Linked DNA regions of Mus musculus: region 1 is linked to region 2. The links are chromatin contacts, called in public HiChIP or PLAC-seq maps. All regions are on one chromosome and are shown on one strand. The core of a region is the stretch at or near the end of the contact, and the rest is flanking DNA. Distances in the headings are between cores, read along the strand shown. Region 1 has its middle 110 kb from the start of Irx1. Region 2 holds the start of Irx1 (Iroquois homeobox 1).

The links. HiChIP or PLAC-seq counts read pairs in DNA pulled down with a chosen protein or histone mark.
Region 1: a contact with region 2 is called in an H3K27ac HiChIP or PLAC-seq map of embryonic fibroblasts, with 2.2 times the contacts expected there. The contact joins the enhancer-like site here to the promoter of Irx1 in region 2. A contact is called at or near these places in 3 of 484 Hi-C or Micro-C datasets (adipose-derived mesenchymal stem cells, embryonic fibroblasts and uterus), 2 of 115 datasets of contacts at active chromatin or transcription factors (the SCID.adh cell line and embryonic fibroblasts) and 1 of 9 other capture datasets (adipose tissue).

What each region holds. Positions count from the first base shown.
Region 1 is chr13:72,074,926-72,078,456 of GRCm38.p6, reverse strand. No RefSeq gene overlaps it. Among named protein-coding and RNA genes, the nearest start is that of Irx1, 110 kb to the right of the region's middle. Within about 2 kb of position 1,441, at least 13 of the 459 cell types and tissues checked have an H3K27ac peak or open chromatin away from gene starts, as enhancers often do. A contact at or near this core is called in embryonic fibroblasts, where this site is marked.
Region 2 is chr13:71,962,024-71,965,610 of GRCm38.p6, reverse strand. Irx1 (Iroquois homeobox 1) reads left to right here and starts at 1,888. Exons shown (of 4, transcript NM_010573.2): 1 at 1,888-2,398. The coding sequence starts at 2,123.

The DNA of each region.
Region 1 (3,531 bases), core at 192-2,691, 110 kb before region 2:
GCATATTGGTTCAACTAGAAGCACGGTGTGCTTCCTCCATGACCTCGGTGACCTTGTGAAGTTACAGTACCCTGTAGTAAGACCAGGTTTTGTGAATGAGTGACAGCATGCTTTCATAGGCATCTGCAGAGCAGATTACCCACAGAATTTAGGAAACATAACACATTGTTCTCATGCAGAAGAAGGGCAATATCAATACCTGAGTGCTATCAGAGACCAAATATGGCAGAATACCTGCTAGCACTGGACCAGTACAAGGACTAGAGAGAGAAACAGAGAGGGGGAAGAAAGAAAGAAGCTATTGTCTGGGGTATGAGTTGCTGAGACACCCTTAAGAACAGAAATATTGATGAATGAACCGCGGGGGAGGGGAAGTATCATAGCTTTCCATGTGGGAGGAGATGTATTTGTGGTACTTAAGACCTCTTTTCTAGTGAGAGAGGAAGGTATCTCTGTGGGTGTTAGAACCACTTCTCTAGGTAAGATCCCAACGTGACTACACGCCTGAGACTCAAGTGGAGACAGACATGGCAGAATGGACCTGAGCAGGATCCCCGAGAAGGAAGGGAGCATACAGGCTTCCAGGTTTCAGTAACTGCTTGCAAGCATCAACACCCACACTTAGCTTTTCCCTGTATCCAGGAACCTTCCTTGAAGTAAGGAATGCTGCCCTTTGCTTAGGCTCCATGGTCCTGCCACTGCCCACCAGCAGACACTACTTGGCCTACCAACAAGCCTGGGCAGCCTCCTTCTCTCTTCCTGGACATCTCTCTGTGGTACTTTCCGGATGGGGGTAGGGTGAGGCAGCCACTCAACTGTGAAGCTTTATGACTTTACAACCTTGAGAAAACAAGCACCAAGCACAGCTCTTGGCCTCTACCCTCCATGCTGTACTTCTGACTAGTGGGCGAGGTCTCTCATGACATTCCATCAATACTTGATTTTTTTCGGTACAGCCCACCATGGGATGCAACAGCAGCCAGACACCCTGGCATGAGTCAGATGGTAACATAAGCATGCAGACCACAGGCTGTGTGTCTGTCTCACTTCATCCTGAATTTGCCTAACCAGAAACAAATGATTGTCGATAAATATCTGGTGAGTAATATTTAAATAAAGATAGGACACTGGGGTAATGTTCTTGAAGAAGATTGTGGAAGCCCGGCTTTGCCTACCTCTGTCTCTGTTCCATCTTCTTCTGCCACTCTCCCTTGATGTATTGTTTCTCCGCTGCCTAAAACCAATAAGACTTTAGTCCTAGAAACTGTGGCCAAAGGAAACCCTTGCTCCTTGTCTTTGTCTTTAGTTAGACTCTGCCATTAGGATGGAGAGCTGACTCACGCAATGGATGTTTTTTGGAAACTGCTAGGGTGTGGAGGTCACCTTCCGGTTTCACACATGTGCTGTCCACTATAGTAGGGACCTGCAGGAACCACATCTTCCCATGGGCTACTTCCCATGAGTAAGTAACAGGGCATGACCTCACAGAGCTCAAGGCTCTGAAAAAGGTGGTGGGTAAACCAGAAGCAACACTTAAGGCAACACTTCCTTATCACTGCCAGGAAGAGTCCGGGAAAATCCTAACCAGTTCCGTGATATTGTCTCTCCAGGCAGCTGCTCTGTGGTTGGCAACTCAGAACAGTAAAAACACAGCCAACACAACCTTATCAGGAAGGTTCCAAAACAACCCAGCCATAGTTTGTTTGTGGGCTTCAGGAAGGTTCCAAAACAATTCAGCCATAGTTTGTGGGCTTCATCTCAGCCTGTCAGATTTTACAGTGCGACTCATAACCCAGCAAGAATCCCTGGTGTGAAATTCTGTCCATGCCAAAGTCTGTGCTCTATTCTGATGGGGGCCATAACTGATTACTTGGTGCTTGCTGGCTTGCCTTAGAGATTCCAGTAAGTCATAAAAAACTTCCTAGCTATGATGTCACTTTGGGGGGGGGGGCTGATCTGAGGCTGCCACTCAATGAGAGAAGAATGGGGTTGTTAGGACTCATCCCCAAAACAGCCTCGCCCAATTTCCATGCAAGTATAGCTTCCTTCTTCATTGAACATGTAACAACTGCTTCCTCACCTGGACAGGGGCAGCCAATAGAGTGAACTTTTCTACCACCAACCCAGAATGAAAATCACAGCAAAGTATCCACAACTTCCAAGCTTGGACTCGCTGCCATCACAAGCTTTGCACGTGGCCCCAGGTCACTCCAGGGAGCAGTGGAAGAACCAGCCAGCCCCTGCATCTGGCGGATATGCACGAGTACAGTGGGGTAGAATGAGTTATTTAAAGCTGCTGCCCTGGATATCCAATTCCTGCAGCTCCTTTTGAGTGACAGACAAGTCCCAATATCCCTTTGATTTTTGCAAGATAACTGAAGTTTCTTCACTTTTTGGTAAAAAGAAAAACCTTTTGTTGGCACTCTGGGAAATACTTCCACACGGCATTGGCAGCTGAGAGCCAAGCATCCGTCCTTTCTACTCGCCTTCTGTGGAATAGTAACACTTTATCCTGCATCTGAGAGATCCCTGGTGGACCAAAAGTGGAGAAGAAATTAAAAATGAAGAAAAAAACATTTTTCACTTTCCCGTCAAGAGAATAAGAATTCTGAGACAGTGGATACAATCCTCTCATTTCACCTTCAGATAAATTTTTCATTTCAAGCAAAACCATCTTCCTTTGAAAGAGTTGTTATGCAGACACACACCAGAATCACTCGAAAGAGATGTTTTGCCTCACTGTAATGTGAGATATTCAATGTATGCTGACAACTGTCAACAAAGGGGACTTGCTCTGTTTACTATTTGTATGTGGAGCTCAGAGAGGTTGATGTCAGATGGTTTCCTCAATTCCTTTGTGTTCTTTCTTTCTTTGTATAGCTTAAAGCAGGGTCACACAGAATCCAGAGCTAAATGGTTGTCTAGAAAGGTTAGTCATCAAGTTTCAGGAACTCATTTATCTTTACCAGCCCAGTGCTGAAATTACAGACATGCTAGAGATTCTGACCCAGGTCATCAAGCACTTTACCCATCGACACACTTGCTCATCCCTCTCTCTGAGCCTCTTTACATGGGTTTGGATACCTGTGTCTTATTGCTATCTACTGAGCCATTCCAAAACAACATTTTCACACCTTCCTCTGGATACCTTAAAATGTTGGACAGACAAGGCATCACTCTTGAATCAGGAGACACGGAGCAGGTAGAAGCTAAGAATTCTGTAATGTCAAGACATAGAATCAGCCAGCTCTAGTATCAGCATTTCATGGATCAGGGGTCAGAAGTCCTGAATTAAGTGACCACTGAAGTATGTGACACAGCTTGATTCAAGCCATAGTTTCTAAGCCACCATGTACACCAAGATATATGATAAATGTGTGTTTACACAGTTATGCTGTCCTTTACTCACACAAGACCTCTTTGCAAGGCCGAGTCTTTAATTGGAACATCTCAGAGAGAGGCAGTGAAGTGAATGAAGACCACAGCTAAGAAGGGACTGCTTCAGGCTATTCAACTAAAGAGGGAAATACG
Region 2 (3,587 bases), core at 639-3,138:
CTGAATTTACCTGTCATCTGAAGTGAGTCCTGGGTTCACTGAGCCAGAACAATGGTCAGACCGCTCTTCTCCAGAACTTCCCTGCAGTGGTTTGTTTGTTTGGAGGATGTAAGATAAGGGTCCCAAGATTCTGGTTACAAGATGACTGAATAGCTGGGAACCAAGAAGAGGTCACAATTAGGAGCTTCAGAAGCTAGAACTCTGGGGGTTCCCTTGGGGTACCCTCCAGACTAAATCCAAGCAGGAAAGCAGGTCCTGACATTCCAAGGGGTGTTGGGGTCATGAAGTAGGCAGGGTCAGATGGAGGAAACAGCCTGATTAAGTGAGAAGATCCAACCCAGAGCAGAGAAAATGAAGATTACCTGATTTTCCCACTAGTAATTAGTAACTACTTTTAAGAGCTGTATTGTGCCTAATTACAGGCAAGGTTTAGTATCTGATTTCAAGACCTATAAGTGAGGACTTCCTGATGTTGCAGGAGACACCAGGCAAGCAAGTGTGCCTTAGCTGGTGTCCAGGGTCCCAATGGCCCTGGACAGCAGCATTCCAGTATGCATGTTGGGGCTCTCTGTCAAACCTGTCACTGTACCCCTTAATTCTCTGAGTCTGAAATTAGACCCTGAAGGTGAAGCTCCACCAGCACCGTGTGATGTGACACACTCAAGCCTCTGCCACATTATAGACAGCAGCAAGAAACGAGGCACTAGGAGTCTCTGGACATTTTGGTTCTGCACTTCCAATACCAATCTAGGGCACCATGAGCAGAAGCATCTTTCTCTGGTCAGCCGCACTGATTGAGAGAGGAGAGAGGAATGAGCATTTCAAGTCTGCCCTGAGAACAGAGCAGCCAGGCCCCTGGCTTTCAAATTGCCTGGTTCTTATTTTCCCAGCGTTTGAGATAGGAATTGGGCGGGGATGGGGGGGGGGGGTGTCGTGGGAGACTCAAAGACAGGGGACTGGCGGCTGTCCTGTCCTGTTGGACTGGCTAGTCGCAGCGCCACCTCAGGTACCTGAGCTCCACTCGTGTTGACTCTCCGCGTCTGCACACCTAGTGGACAAACGCAGGAGCCCAGGCCTTTCAGGCTTCTCCCAAACTGGAAGAGGGTGGTAGATGACTGTGGGCAAGATTTGCCAGTTCTTTTACCTTGCGAAGGTCCTTCCCCTCCTACAATTCTTTCCCCCACCCTCTAGGAGCTCTCCTCCGCTAGGCAGCGACCTCTCAGCTGGCTTGCCCATTTTAAAAGTTTTTATATTTGGAGAAGCTGACAGAGCGCGGCCGGCCACAACCCGATTCTCCAAGTGCAAGGGGGGGGGGGCAGCAATTTCCAGAGTATCTGTTGATACCAAGTGGGGCCAGAGAGACGACGCACCCTGTATCCGAGGTGTCAAGCCACGCGTAGATTTATCTGAACACTTCAGCCAAATATGTCCCATGGAGGTGCTGCAGAGCCAGCCACAGAGGAAAGGCTGTTCGCTATAGACTGTCCCCTGGCCCCAGGCCTCTTTCCCTGCCACCCCAGCTGTAGAAACGCAATCCCCGAGTTGCTTTTGTTAAAAGGGGATGGGGGAACAGATCTCCGTTGCAAAACCGGGTGTCAGACAGCTGTAAACCGGTGTCGACAGGTTGTCAAAAGCCGCGGGGGCTGGTTGGGAAGGAGCCTGCGGCCTCCGGACCCACACCAGCAGACGGGCCGTGCGCGCCCACCGGAGGAGGAGGTGGCCCGGCGGGCGCGGGGCACCACGTGCTCGCCGTGAGGGGCGGGAGCGGCCAGCGAGGGCGGGCTGGAGGCAGGGAGGGGGCGGGAGGGGAGCCAGGGGCGGGGCCTGTGCTCAAGGGGATGCCAATCAAAGCATCAACTTCAAATTGTGTCTGAGAGCCCCGCCGCCGAGCGGAGGGCGGCCGCCGCAGTCGGCGCGCGATCTCGGATACGGGCGCAGCCGGGAGCCGGGCGCCGCCAGCGAGCACTGGGCCGAGGAACAGCGAGCGGCCCCCGCCCCCGGGCCGGCCGGAGCGCGCCCGGCCCGCGGCCCGCAGCCCCCGAGTCGCGCCTCCTCGGATCGCCAGCCGGTCTTCTTGCCCGCGCAGTTAGTGTTGCCCTCCGCCACCACCGAGCCCGCGGACATGTCCTTCCCGCAGCTGGGCTACCCGCAATACCTAAGCGCCGCGGGCCCGGGCGCCTATGGTGGAGAGCGCCCTGGGGTGCTGGCTGCGGCCGCGGCTGCTGCGGCCGCCGCCTCGTCGGGCCGTCCCGGGACTGCGGAGCTGGGAGCGGGCGCGGGAGCGGCCGCGGTCACCTCGGTGCTAGGCATGTATGCCGCGGCGGGACCGTACGCGGGCGCACCCAACTACAGCGCCTTCTTGCCCTATGCCGCGGACCTCAGCCTCTTCTCGCAGATGGTGAGTGCTCCCGCCTCCCGCGCGTCCTCCTGGCCCGCACCCACGGGAGATCACCGCGCCTGGGGACATCGGGAGCGGCTGGCCCAACAGAGAAACAGAGGATCCGCAGGCAGTGTCTGGGAAAGGAACGAGAAGGGTCCTGCAGAGGGAATCCGGTGGCGGAGACCTCTTTCCCTGGGGACTCGGGAGTGCCCAGAGGCCCAGGCAGTGACCACTGTGGTCTTGGGAGGTTGGAGACCGGAGTCGAAAAGCGGGTTGCGCGCTAGTGGAGAGAAGCCTCCAGAGAAGGCCTGAGACCGCGGCAGGCTCTGGAGGTCCCGGGCAAAACCGCCAGGCTCCTCCAGTGCGACAGGGCAGGCCCGCCGGGCCCCCTCAGCCAGGGCCGCTTTACTAACACTGCCCTAACCTGGCGGCCGGCCTCGCCTGAGCGCCGCAAGAGCTTTCCCTTGGGCCCAGAAGACCTTCCTTCTCCCTCTTTGGCAGAGCAGAGATAGTTGCCCTAGACTTTGCCAAAAGGAACCGGTTAAACCTAGCGGAGTCGATCAAAAACATCCCAACAAACAATAGACATCAGCAGAGCAGAGAGGTCTCTTAATGGAGTGTGTAGGGACCATAGGAATCGGGGCTAAGAAATACTAAGTTGACATAAATTCTGGCTTCCGAAACGGTGTTTGCCTTTACTTTCGTAAGTTGCCAAACTTTTCATTTGAGCCGAAAGAAAAGCACTTTTCTTCCCGTGTTACATAAGGGAGAGTTAAAGGAACAGTGTCCCAGAGCTTAAAATAAATGGTGCTCTCCGATCTCCTGTCCCAGTGGGTGTCAGATGGGGGTGTGTGTTTAAATTTAATTCTCCACAGGAGTATTGGCCTGTCTGTCCTTCCGAATGATCACTTTTCCTTGGTTTAACGGAAAGGTCGGGCTGCTTAAACTTGAGGCCGCTAGCAAATTGCGAGGCGGGCACTGGTTTTTGGAAGGCAGCCCCCTGCTGCCCTGCTATCTTCTGGATAGAGCAATTTCCAAGAACCCTGAATTATCCAGTCTCTGGCAAAACAGACCAGACCAGACTCCTTTAAAAGGTTGGCCTCCAACTGTGCAGAAGCAAAGCGGCTAGCGCGATTTTCCGAACTTTTCTTGTAGTTTAGAAAGAAAGCCTATTTCTCAGTGGTCCGGCCAGCCAGTTGCCTTTCGG